Regions from separate parts of the Mus musculus genome. Here region 2 is linked to region 1. The links are chromatin contacts, called in public HiCAR-type maps. All regions are on one chromosome and are shown on one strand. The core of a region is the stretch at or near the end of the contact, and the rest is flanking DNA. Distances in the headings are between cores, read along the strand shown.

The links. HiCAR-type assays count read pairs that join an accessible place to other places.
Region 2: a contact with region 1 is called in a HiCAR-type map of astrocytes, with 2.2 times the contacts expected there. The contact joins two enhancer-like sites. A contact is called at or near these places in 5 of 39 promoter capture datasets (the 3T3-L1 cell line, 3T3-L1-derived adipocytes, the HPC-7 cell line and 1 more), 17 of 484 Hi-C or Micro-C datasets (the C2C12 cell line, Sertoli cells, adipose-derived mesenchymal stem cells and 11 more), 5 of 115 datasets of contacts at active chromatin or transcription factors (astrocytes, differentiating embryonic stem cells, embryonic forebrain and 1 more) and 2 of 9 other capture datasets (embryonic stem cells and embryonic tail).

The regions. Positions count from the first base shown.
Region 1 is chr13:15,541,082-15,546,293 of GRCm38.p6, reverse strand. All of the region lies in intron 2 of Gli3 (GLI-Kruppel family member GLI3), which reads right to left. Among named protein-coding and RNA genes, the nearest start is that of Gm6556, 79 kb to the right of the region's middle. Within about 2 kb of position 1,858, at least 53 of the 459 cell types and tissues checked have an H3K27ac peak or open chromatin away from gene starts, as enhancers often do. A contact at or near this core is called in astrocytes and stem cell-derived neural stem cells, where this site is marked.
Region 2 is chr13:15,704,100-15,709,354 of GRCm38.p6, reverse strand. All of the region lies in intron 10 of Gli3 (GLI-Kruppel family member GLI3), which reads right to left. Among named protein-coding and RNA genes, the nearest start is that of 4933412O06Rik, 96 kb to the left of the region's middle. Within about 2 kb of position 1,509, at least 42 of the 459 cell types and tissues checked have an H3K27ac peak or open chromatin away from gene starts, as enhancers often do. A contact at or near this core is called in astrocytes and stem cell-derived neural stem cells, where this site is marked.

The DNA of each region.
Region 1 (5,212 bases), core at 609-3,108:
ATGGCTTCATTCTCCCAGAGGAAATTGTTTTTTCTTTTAAAATTGCATCCCTCCCATCAGCTCTGGTTCTCTGGTGGTGTGTCTTCCAACGACGAGTATGTGAATACAACTTTACTACCAACTGGATAGTTAGTATGGCCTTAGCCCTGTCAGGTCCCTTCAATCTTCAGGGAGAAAGTAGGAAAGGCAGAAAAAAAACAGGCTTACCTCCTAGCATAGTGGTCATGAGTTTGCTAATGAGACTTATCCCAACTTGTGTGGAAAGGTCATACAAGCTCAATAGTTGAAACAGGGAAAAAAAAAGGCATTTTTAACTTCAAAAAATTAAATGCAAGCAAGAATGTTTTTAATACAGAAACTTTCATCAGGAAACCTTAACTTTTATTACACAGTTGGCACTGTGACCTCAACAACCCTCTGCCTCCAAATGCCAAAAGACACACACACTTCATGAATTTACCTCCCTGTATTGAGTTGCTTTTGATGGGCATTCACATGCAAACTAGACAATGCACATGCTCCCAGATACAAACAGCTCAGAGACTTGAGAGCTCTGTGTACACAAGGAAAGCATAACTCCCAAGCAATATTCCTGCCTACTCTTATAAATTTAGCAAGCACTTCTGCATGCCAAAAGACGAAAGCTGTCTCATCTCGTTCAGCTGAGGCGAGCTGCTCAATAAAGTTTGAGAATCGGTGCAGACAGGCTACACTAGGCCAAATTATTGACAGAAACATACTGTCCACCATGGTAACAAGCAGAAGTCAGAAGCAAGAACATAAGCAAACAGCCCAGGGCTCCAAGAGCATCTGCCAATGGGCTTTAACAGCCAAACACAAGCAACTGTTTGAGCTTCCCTGCTGAAAAGCTGTAAGCTTGGGGGTCAAGCTGAAACATGCAATTTTCTCAGAAATGGAAGGGAACAATTACTTCAAGTGCTGCCACCACAATCTTACTGGTAACCCCTTCTTTCTGTCACCTGTGTTTAGGTAGATCTGGATGAACCCACACCCAAAGACAGAGCTCCCTGAATCACCCTCTTAGAAACTGCCCCAGATTTTCCAACCTCCTCCAAAAATCAACCAACAGGGAGTCAGAACTTAATGCCAGAGACTCAGAGAGAGCAAACACAGCCTAGGTGCAAACACTGTGTAAAGGCAGCTATCATGAAGTACCCTAGCTCTATGAAAGGAGACCGGGACCCACACTCCTGCACACTTGATCACAAACTCCTGGGACAAGGGACACAAGGTCCTTTCCACCTAGTATGTAAGACATGTTTCACACAAAGCTTTCCATGCAGAAACAAAACTCCACTAGTCATCATTAAGAAGGACACCTCCATTCACTGCAAAATTGGCTGTTTAGGAGCTCAAAGAACACCTGCTAGCTCTTCTCTCCATTAACACCCATTTTGCCCCGTTGTTGAAAACCCATTTTAATGCCATTACTCTTCTCTTGCCCACTAGCTATAAAAGCTGCATGGGGTGGGGTGGGGTATAAAGTAAGCAAACAGATGATACTTACAACTCAGTACCTGGACTCTGGCTATCTACTTTCTAGAAACTTAGTTTCTCTAGCTGGGCCGGCCCTCTAGGAACATTCTCAGTATCTCTTGGCCTTTCTTGCCTCTCTCTCTCTCTCTCTCTCTCTCTCTCTCTCTCTCTCTCTGTCTCTGTCTCTCCCCCTCCCTCTCCCTCTCCCTCTCTCCCTCTTGCAGGCAGCATGGCTCTGATTAGAGGAATTAAAAGTGGTTGGAGCCATGCTAAATTTAACAAGCTCATTAGTATTCTTTGCAAGTGCTTGGAAGTGAACTCTCCCTATTCAAGCCTCCCTCTCCAGCAGAAGGGTCAGGCGGGTAATCATTAAATCAAACTAATGTCACCCTATCACAATCGGCCCCAGAGAAGGAGGGTTTATTATTTCAGTTTATGCTAAATAAACGGTTTTACAAATGGTCCCCAAGCAAGGTCAACAGCAGCTTCAATTACAAGACAAACTTAACAAGAGTTGCTATAAACCAAGTACTCCATATTGACTTAGGGACACACTGAACTCCACAGATTGCCACTGGCAGGATTGTACAGGAATGCATATTACAAAATAAAGGAAGGGGTGAGCTTTTTTTTTTTCTTTGCCAGAATTTGCAACTGCACAGCGACTTCTCATTCACCTCTCTCCAACCAGCTAGCCGCTCAGCTCAATTCACCCCACACAAAGGCTGGAGCCCAGACCTCAATGGACCGAGTGAAACATGTTCAAAACTAGGCTCTCTATTGTGACTGAATTTCTTAACATCTTTTCAAAAAGCGGAGAATGCCTTGAGGCTAAAGGAAGAAACAGGCTAATGGTGAATTGGGAATTCTGAGCAAATTTCAGAGCCCTTTCCTCCTAGCTTTTGAGGTTGAAAGCAAGCTCTTTCCTTTCAAGTTTCAAAGTCCTTTTTCCTCCCGCAGTGTCACAGAAGGATTTGAAAAGAAGGTAATTGTGCTCGCAGTCTCCCTGATCAGAGCTTACGTCCTATTTCTGGTATTTCGGAATACTTCTTGCAATAATAGTGCATATAGCTCAATCCCTTAACCGGCCTGCACTCCGCAATTGCTCATTAAATGAACAATTGCGGGTATAAAATGCCTTTTATGTTCAAGGTCTGGATATAAGATAAGCATTCTAGGATTCTAAATTTGGTTTACTAAGGAAACTCTCTATCATTAAATTATAAAACTGAACTCAGAATATCAGGCTTTCCCAGAAAAAGTAGCACTCAGGTTGCAGTAAGCCAAAAAGATGGGCGGGTGGGGGGTGGAGAGAAGGCACCAGAATGCTAGGGGCAGGAAGGAAAAGACTGGATCCTCAGATTTCTGGCCAAATGGGATTTTAACCAGAAAAGTACACCGTGTTCCAGGTCTGAGTGTCTGGTACCCCACACCGCTGAGTCTGAATGATGGACTTATCTTTGAATGAGTTAAAACATGCGCTGCAGCTCAATAATATGGATGTGAGTCACGGTGAAACCCTGGCCAGCCAGCACCTCTTCTTCTTTAGAGAAATAAATAACCCTTCAGTGCCATCATTCATGTCATCTCATGTGATCACTCCTCACTCTCTATCCCATATGCTATAGGAAGAGAAGGTATGGGGCCCAGTGTCCAGATGGAAACCCTAGGTCCCAGGCAGTCCATGATAAGGAATTCATCCTAGCTACTCCTCACTGAATCCACACCGCCTTGTTAACAAGGGAGCTACTCTTAGGTAAGATTTGGGGATGATAGTAGTTGGATCATTCTAACCCCACAACTATCATTGTAACATTTATAGAAAGGGAGACATTTTCATGCAGGGGAATTCACAAAACTCAGATATTCTCCCATTAAAATTTCGTCACTATCAGTTCACTCCTGGGAAACACTGAGATAAATTTATGTTCAGACACTGGGGTAGTGTGCCATACCTGCACATGTGCTATTCTCTCCCGAGCGGGGCGCATGCTTAAGCCTCCAGGCAGCATGGCCTAACTGTTCCTGGGCAGCCCGGTGCAGCCAGTAGCTTCTGTGTGCTACTATAGGCACTGGGGTCCCACCCTCCTGTCCTGTCCTTTACTCTCTCCTCCCAGGCAACCGCCTCCCTGTATTTGAAAGGAGCATTATTTCATTTTTTCCTGACTTTGAATTTGTTGCATTTGTCAGCTTTTCTTTCTTTATTTACTTGTTGATGGTCATTGAATAAAAAGAAGTAGATCCCAAGTCCTTGTCTCCCTTTTTTCAGAATCTCCCAAAGTACTTGGACCAAAGAAACAGGAGAAATGAAAAAGAGAAAAGACTGGGTATACTGATAAGCAGAACAGGCTTACACTAGGCAGAGAGACTCCAACTCCTGTAGTTTTAATACCAGAATGTTCCCTCTCTCCCTGCAGTCTGTAGCCATGCCCAGCCAGGGGCTCAGGAACGCCTAGAGCAGTGATTCCAAAGAGGCTGAACAAACAATACCTTCTCTAAGAACATAGCCAATACCCTTGCGGTCAGACAGTGCCCTTGTGCTGCTACACACACATCTCCCATTGACAATGACGGATGACAGAGGGAGGGGCCCAGATGGATCAAGGGAGAGCACTTGCTTTGTCTGCAACCTTTAAACCACGCTGGCAGGACGGCAAACTGGAGAGGGCTACAGCAGGATTTGAAGCTTTGGAAAAATTCAAGTGACAGCCTCCTCTCAAGGTGATGAGTAGCTCTCTCTTCCTCCTTTCATCAACCAGGAGGTCTCAGGGTGAAAGAAAAGAAAGGAGAAAGTGTCTTCCATCGCAGGCACATATCTCCATTGTTTGAGCATTTCTAATGTTCTACATTAACCACCATTGCACTGGGCACTCACTCTATCTAATGCAAACATAGCAGGTTTGTGCTTAACCCAAAGCTACATTCTTACCTCGGTCCCCAACTGCTTGGTTTACAGAGCTCCAACTACCTTTGAATGAGGCCCTTGGGATAGAAAGGAGCAGACAGAGAATGATGGGAGCTTAGGTAAATGAACACACAACCCTACAATGACTGGCACCTCCACTGCAGCACAGAGCTCTGATGGTGGGCTCAGGGGACAAGCAGCTGTCTTCTTCAAAGATAATGGCAAACATGAGCAGACAGCATTATCAACTTGACTGAGTCCTCAAGCACACCCTGCATCCTTCAGAGTCTCCACTGCTTGTGTCTCTGAGCTCTCTACACTAAGGGGTTTACCAGTGCAGCCTTGCCCTTAGGAGGATGCTCCTGAGAGCTGACTGCAAGAACGCTGTGATCCAGCTGAACACGCATCCCATGATGCTAAGCAACTTTCAAAGTTCCAGAAAGACAGCACCAGTCAAGCCACACATAGACCTGGGAAAGCAAAGTATGAGCAAACCAACACCCTGGAGGGGACCTGGCCTCCCTTTAAAGGGGAGATGAGAGTCTGCTTGTTCTAAAGGAACACCCTTCCTTCACTTATGAATTCTACAACACCATGAAACTTCTAGAAGCCTGTTCTTAGTTGCCATCCGCTGTTTACGGTATTAGTTCTGAGTGGCATCAAAAGTAGTCCAATAAATTCATGAGAGGATCAAAATTGCCCCTCATGATTAGTAGTGCATTTCTTCCTATGTGTAATATGCTGCTAAACACAAAGAGGTTTCATTATTGTGTTGGTGTTAGGCTTCTATAAACAAAGAACTGTAGTTCC
Region 2 (5,255 bases), core at 260-2,759, 160 kb before region 1:
CACACACTCACACACACTCACACACACACTCTCTCACACACACACACACACTCACACACACTCTCCCACACACACACACACACTCACACACACACACACACACTCACACACACTCACAGACACACACACTCACAGACACACACTCACACACACACACACACACACTCACTCACACACACAGGGTTAGCAAGCTTTTATTTATAAACCAGATTCTGCTGTCAAAGCATCCCTGTACCCTGCTGTAGACTCAGTGTCAATGAGAAAATGAGCTACTTACTTATGGATGTCAGAAATTCTCACAGGCCAAAAAATATTTCTTAGCATTTTATTTTCAGTTATTTAAAGGCATAAAAATGATACTTAACTGATGGGCTCAGCTCAAGGGCTACACACACACAGACACACACACACCAAAAGCCCCCAAACCAGGCAGTAGTTTGGATCTGACCTATAGGCCCATCATTGTCTTGCCTCCAGCTGAAATGATTACAGGGCTTCCTTCTTGTACTCAAACATAAAATAGTACAAGTAGATGGAGGTAGGTTTTCATGCTAAAGAAAAGAATCTAGAAAGGAATAAAAACCAGGTTGCTAGGGCAAAAAGTCTCCAAGAAAGTGAGGGAGTTCAGCCACACTTTGCTGTATGTATTGTTCTACCTGAAGGTCAAAGAGTGCACTCATTTCTCTTACTAAAATCCAAGCTCACTGAGACAACACACAATGAATAGACAATTGACACTGAACAGACAGACTGATTTCTAAGTGAAGCTGGCCTGAAATTCAATGACTGTGAGTTTATTTGTGGTTTTCACTGAAAATTTGACTTCCTAACAGTGACAATGTTAATCAAATATATAAATAATTTAATTGAAGGGAAAATAATGCATGATTAAATTCTAAACTAATCCAACACTTCGACATGTAATTTGCCAGAGGCCCAAGAACCGGAAAGAGATAGATGGTATAAATTACAATGCCGTGTGTGTGAGACACTCTAAATGCTCCCTGTTTGAATAAACAGGGGACACTGGGACCAGCACATTTCCAACAAAGGCTAAGTCCAAGGACTGGACTTCCAGTTGGAACTTCATCTGGCTTAGGATATGATAATTGATGATATTACCATAACCGGCATAATGATCAAACTAAGGTTGGATAGTCACCAACTATGATCAAGCCTTTAGCAGAATGAGCCAAGGGCCATAATTCCATCTTTGCCACTCACCCTAGTCTGTGAGAGCCTAGAGAAAGGCAGGAGAATTCAATAGCTTACTTGCCACTGGGGAAAGTGGAAGGCACCTCTTTATTTCGAGGAATTCTCTTTGGGCAGCTCTGGCCCAATTGTGAACCAAGGAGACTTGGAGAAGGGCAGAAGAGAGACCTGAAGGGAAAGGAAAGGGAAGCTTTTCTTTTCACTAGCAGCAGTAGAATGGAAGCCTACAATGGACTTCACTGAGCTAATCACCGTCCTTTCTTCGTGCTTCATTATGTGAGTAAGTTCAGAGCAGGCAGTTTTCCTAACCTTCAGCTGTAACAAACATGTGGCTTAGCCACAGTGGGCACTCACACAGCCTTACATAGAGCAGCTATTCAATCAGTTGGGGAAGCCTGGAGGTACCTCTTGCTTTTGTTCTGCACCCTCCCCCCTTCCTTTGGTCAGATTCAATTTCCACTTGGAAAGCACAGCTCTCTAGATAAGTAGGCTCAGTTCTCAGGAACTCCCTGAGAGGAGAAGTTACAGCACTCTTCAGAACTGGGCAGAAATTCACTCCTGCCACCTACCGCCCAAGGTGACTCGCATATCAGTAGACAAACACTGGCTGCTTCCCAAGCCTGTTTTCTCTAGTCAGCAGGATCCTGACAGCAGAGAGCGATTCCTCCCAAGGCTGTCATGAAAAGTCTCGGTTAAGCATATCCAAAAGCAGTCACAGTAGGACATGCAGACCTTGAACCCTTCAAACATTGGCCAGTACCACTCTGCCTTTTCATTTATTTACTCTGCTAGTAAAATAGCAGAGTTTCCTGTCTCCACCTGTTTCCAAAATAACACAGCATTCCCAGCAATTTCAAATATTCCCATATGTGTTGTCACAGTATAAGGTACACCCGAAAGCAAGAAAATATGGTCCTTAGAATACTGCCAAGTTTACGTGATATTCTATCTCTCTGTCTCTGCCTCTCTCTCTCTTACACACACACACACACACACACACACACACACACACACACACACACAGTATTATAGATGTGATAGAGAAGGGAACACAGTAGTGTTTCATGTATAAACACCTAAGAAAGTGGTGGTGAGCCATGGGCATATATGGCTCTCAGACTCTATTCTCTTGCTCTGGCTGGGACTTGCTCCCTCTGCCCGGTTTTATCTACTGTACACACTTTGGCTACCTTGATTTGGGTTCCCAGAGACATTTGTAAAAAGGAGGGACGTGAGAAAGTGATTTAGACTTCATTAAAGTTTAATTCATAATAAAACACATTTGGGAGAGGGAGAGAAATGATTTACCTAAAAGAAAACCAAATTCCCCCAGAATTCCTCCCACTTTTCATCTGAGCTGGGCTGACATCTTCTTGTGTGTATTGCTTGATAAGCAGTATTTCTGAAAAGTTCCATGACTGTCATGGCATGGATTATGCTAGGGACACACTGTGATTGGATTCCTTAAAGCATTAGGGAGCAGAAATAGAAAAACGGTGCAAATCACCAACTATCAGGGCTGAAATAGGCCTTATATATCAATATGCACTTTAATTTCAGATAAACAAAATAATTTAAATTGTTTTTGTGGCACCTGTCAATCTTTCAAACAGATTATTTAAAAAGCTATAGCTTGCTGTGGGAGGGGCCTTCTCCAGAGACTTCACAGACAGACTGCTGCAGCTCCAGCTGGTTAATGATATTTCTGACTCATCTGTAGCTGTCTGACACGCCATAAAAACAGGAAAACAGTAAGAACTTAGAAACAGCACTTCTTAAAGTAAAGACTAATTTCTGATTCCTGCTCTGGGGACATGAAGCATTAGGGGGCTCCTGAGAAGCCAGGACTTGGTTAGAAATGAATAAACGAATCCCCATTGACAGGCACCTGACACAATTAAGCAACACAATTGTTTCTGTTATGGGGAAAAAGTAAATTCTGTTAACAAGGACAAGGCAAACATTATCTATGAGTGAGGGCTTCTGCATTAAGATGGAAATGCATGGGATTAAAATACAAATCCCACCCACTCCCTGCAAACTAACACTGAGGTAAGCTGGGCACAGGTCCATGGAAGTAAAACAAAACAAAACAAAACAACAACAACAAAAAAACCCCATTATCCTTCACAGGTAAAAATAAATTAGACAAAAAAGAGCAAGACTCTGGGACCTGTTACTATGTGGATGAACACTGGAATCCTTCTGTGTGAATGGAGCCATGGAGCAAAGTACAAACTGTGTGGTAATTCCACAACCTCCAGGCTAGGTAAATCTATACAGAAAGAAAGCAGGTGGTTTCCTGTGGGTAGGATACATGGAGAGAACTGAGAATGATAATTGAGGGCTATGGTTTGGTAAAATGTATTCGATATACTAAATTGCTATATGCTTTAAATTATACAGTATGTGAATTATATCTCAAAGATATCACACACTTATATACAAAGGGAAAAAAATATCAGGAAAACCTGCTCTGTAGTGGAATCTGAGGACGATGTGGGGAAACAGAAAAAGTAAAAGAAGGAGAAGGAGGAGGTAGGTGGTATGTAACCTCCCGGGGGGGGGGGGGCTTCTCTTCTGTAGAGACAGAGATGGGATTTTACAAGCAATCCTCAACATACGCTCAAGGCTCCATGTGCACACTCTTATCCCGCCTCATCTCCCTCTCTCCAGTAGGCTGAGCTGAAAGACAACATTTTTGAAGACAGTACTTTCTGGTTAATTTCATAAAGTACTGAAAGTGAACAATCTGGAAACTGCATGGGAATCATACTACTCTATTGATTGATTTTATTGCTTATTTATTCTTATTTCATGTCTTGTCTTTCAGGTGGTAAAAAGTGAGTGGGGTGAAAAAAAAACGGAGGAAAGAAATTTAAAACTTGAGTTGTTAACAAAACCAAATCAGAAACATCACAAACTAACTTTCACTCCAGGCCAGGAAGGGAATGGGAAATAAGGCATGATCAGGAAAATTCTATTCCCTCTGTGCCAAACAGCATGGCAGCGCCGGGGGTTTAGATGCCCGAATCCTTGCTTGCTGTTATACCTTATGAACTGTCCAAGATAGGATCAACTCGGGAAGTAATAGAAGTTTTCTACTTCATCCTACCCACATGCTAATACGGCTGAGATTCAAGTAGAATAATAGTTGAATAAGGATAAGCTAATTTTAGCTAATTTTAGTGGCGATGGACTGTAGGGAGGCCTCACATAGGCTGCACCGGTGCTCGCTCATCATGCTCCGCTTCCTCTCTGAAGCCTAAACCAAAACCAAGCCCAAACCCAACCACACACCGGTCTGCTTCCTGCTGAGTTGCCAGGCCTGGTACTGGATTTGTGATTTTTTTTTCCCCCACCAGCCTTTTAATTAGCAGGAACTGTACCACCAGGTTGCACACAAATGGTAGTTTTAGAAGCAGAAAAAACAAACTCGCACAAAGCAAAACAAACAAAAGCACTCATAAAACAAAACAACAAAAGCCTGACTACGAACACTGTTTAATAAAAGTTGGCAAAGAGTACATCTGGCTCCTGACAGTCCACTAAGGGACTCCTCTAAGGCAGTGAATCCCCTGCTGAAGTTCTGAAATACACTTAAAAAGCGCTCGCTTGCCTAGCAAGTGTTTGCTTACAGTTTAATATGGAGGACATTTTACAAAAAAATTTCAATTTCTTATCCAGGCATGGTGGAGAGAAACTGTAATTCCAGCTCCTGGAAGGCTGAGACAGGAGGATTGGAAGTTTGGGGTCATCTTGGGTTACACAGTTAGAATGTATCACAAAACAACAATAATTTTGAAAAAGAAAACAAGCAGCTTTCAGTTTCTATTCTGGAAGTACCAGTATTCAGATGCCAACAGGTATTATCTAGACATTTGATGTAATCTCTGTGAGGTCCTGGGTTCATGTACTGACATAACACCCTAGTCTCTGTTGTCGCAAAGATGACAAGACCTCTAACTCTAAAAGCAGAAGCGGTATGGACCTAACTACGCCAACAAAGACAGACAGGGCTTAGATGGAAACAATTGATTAGG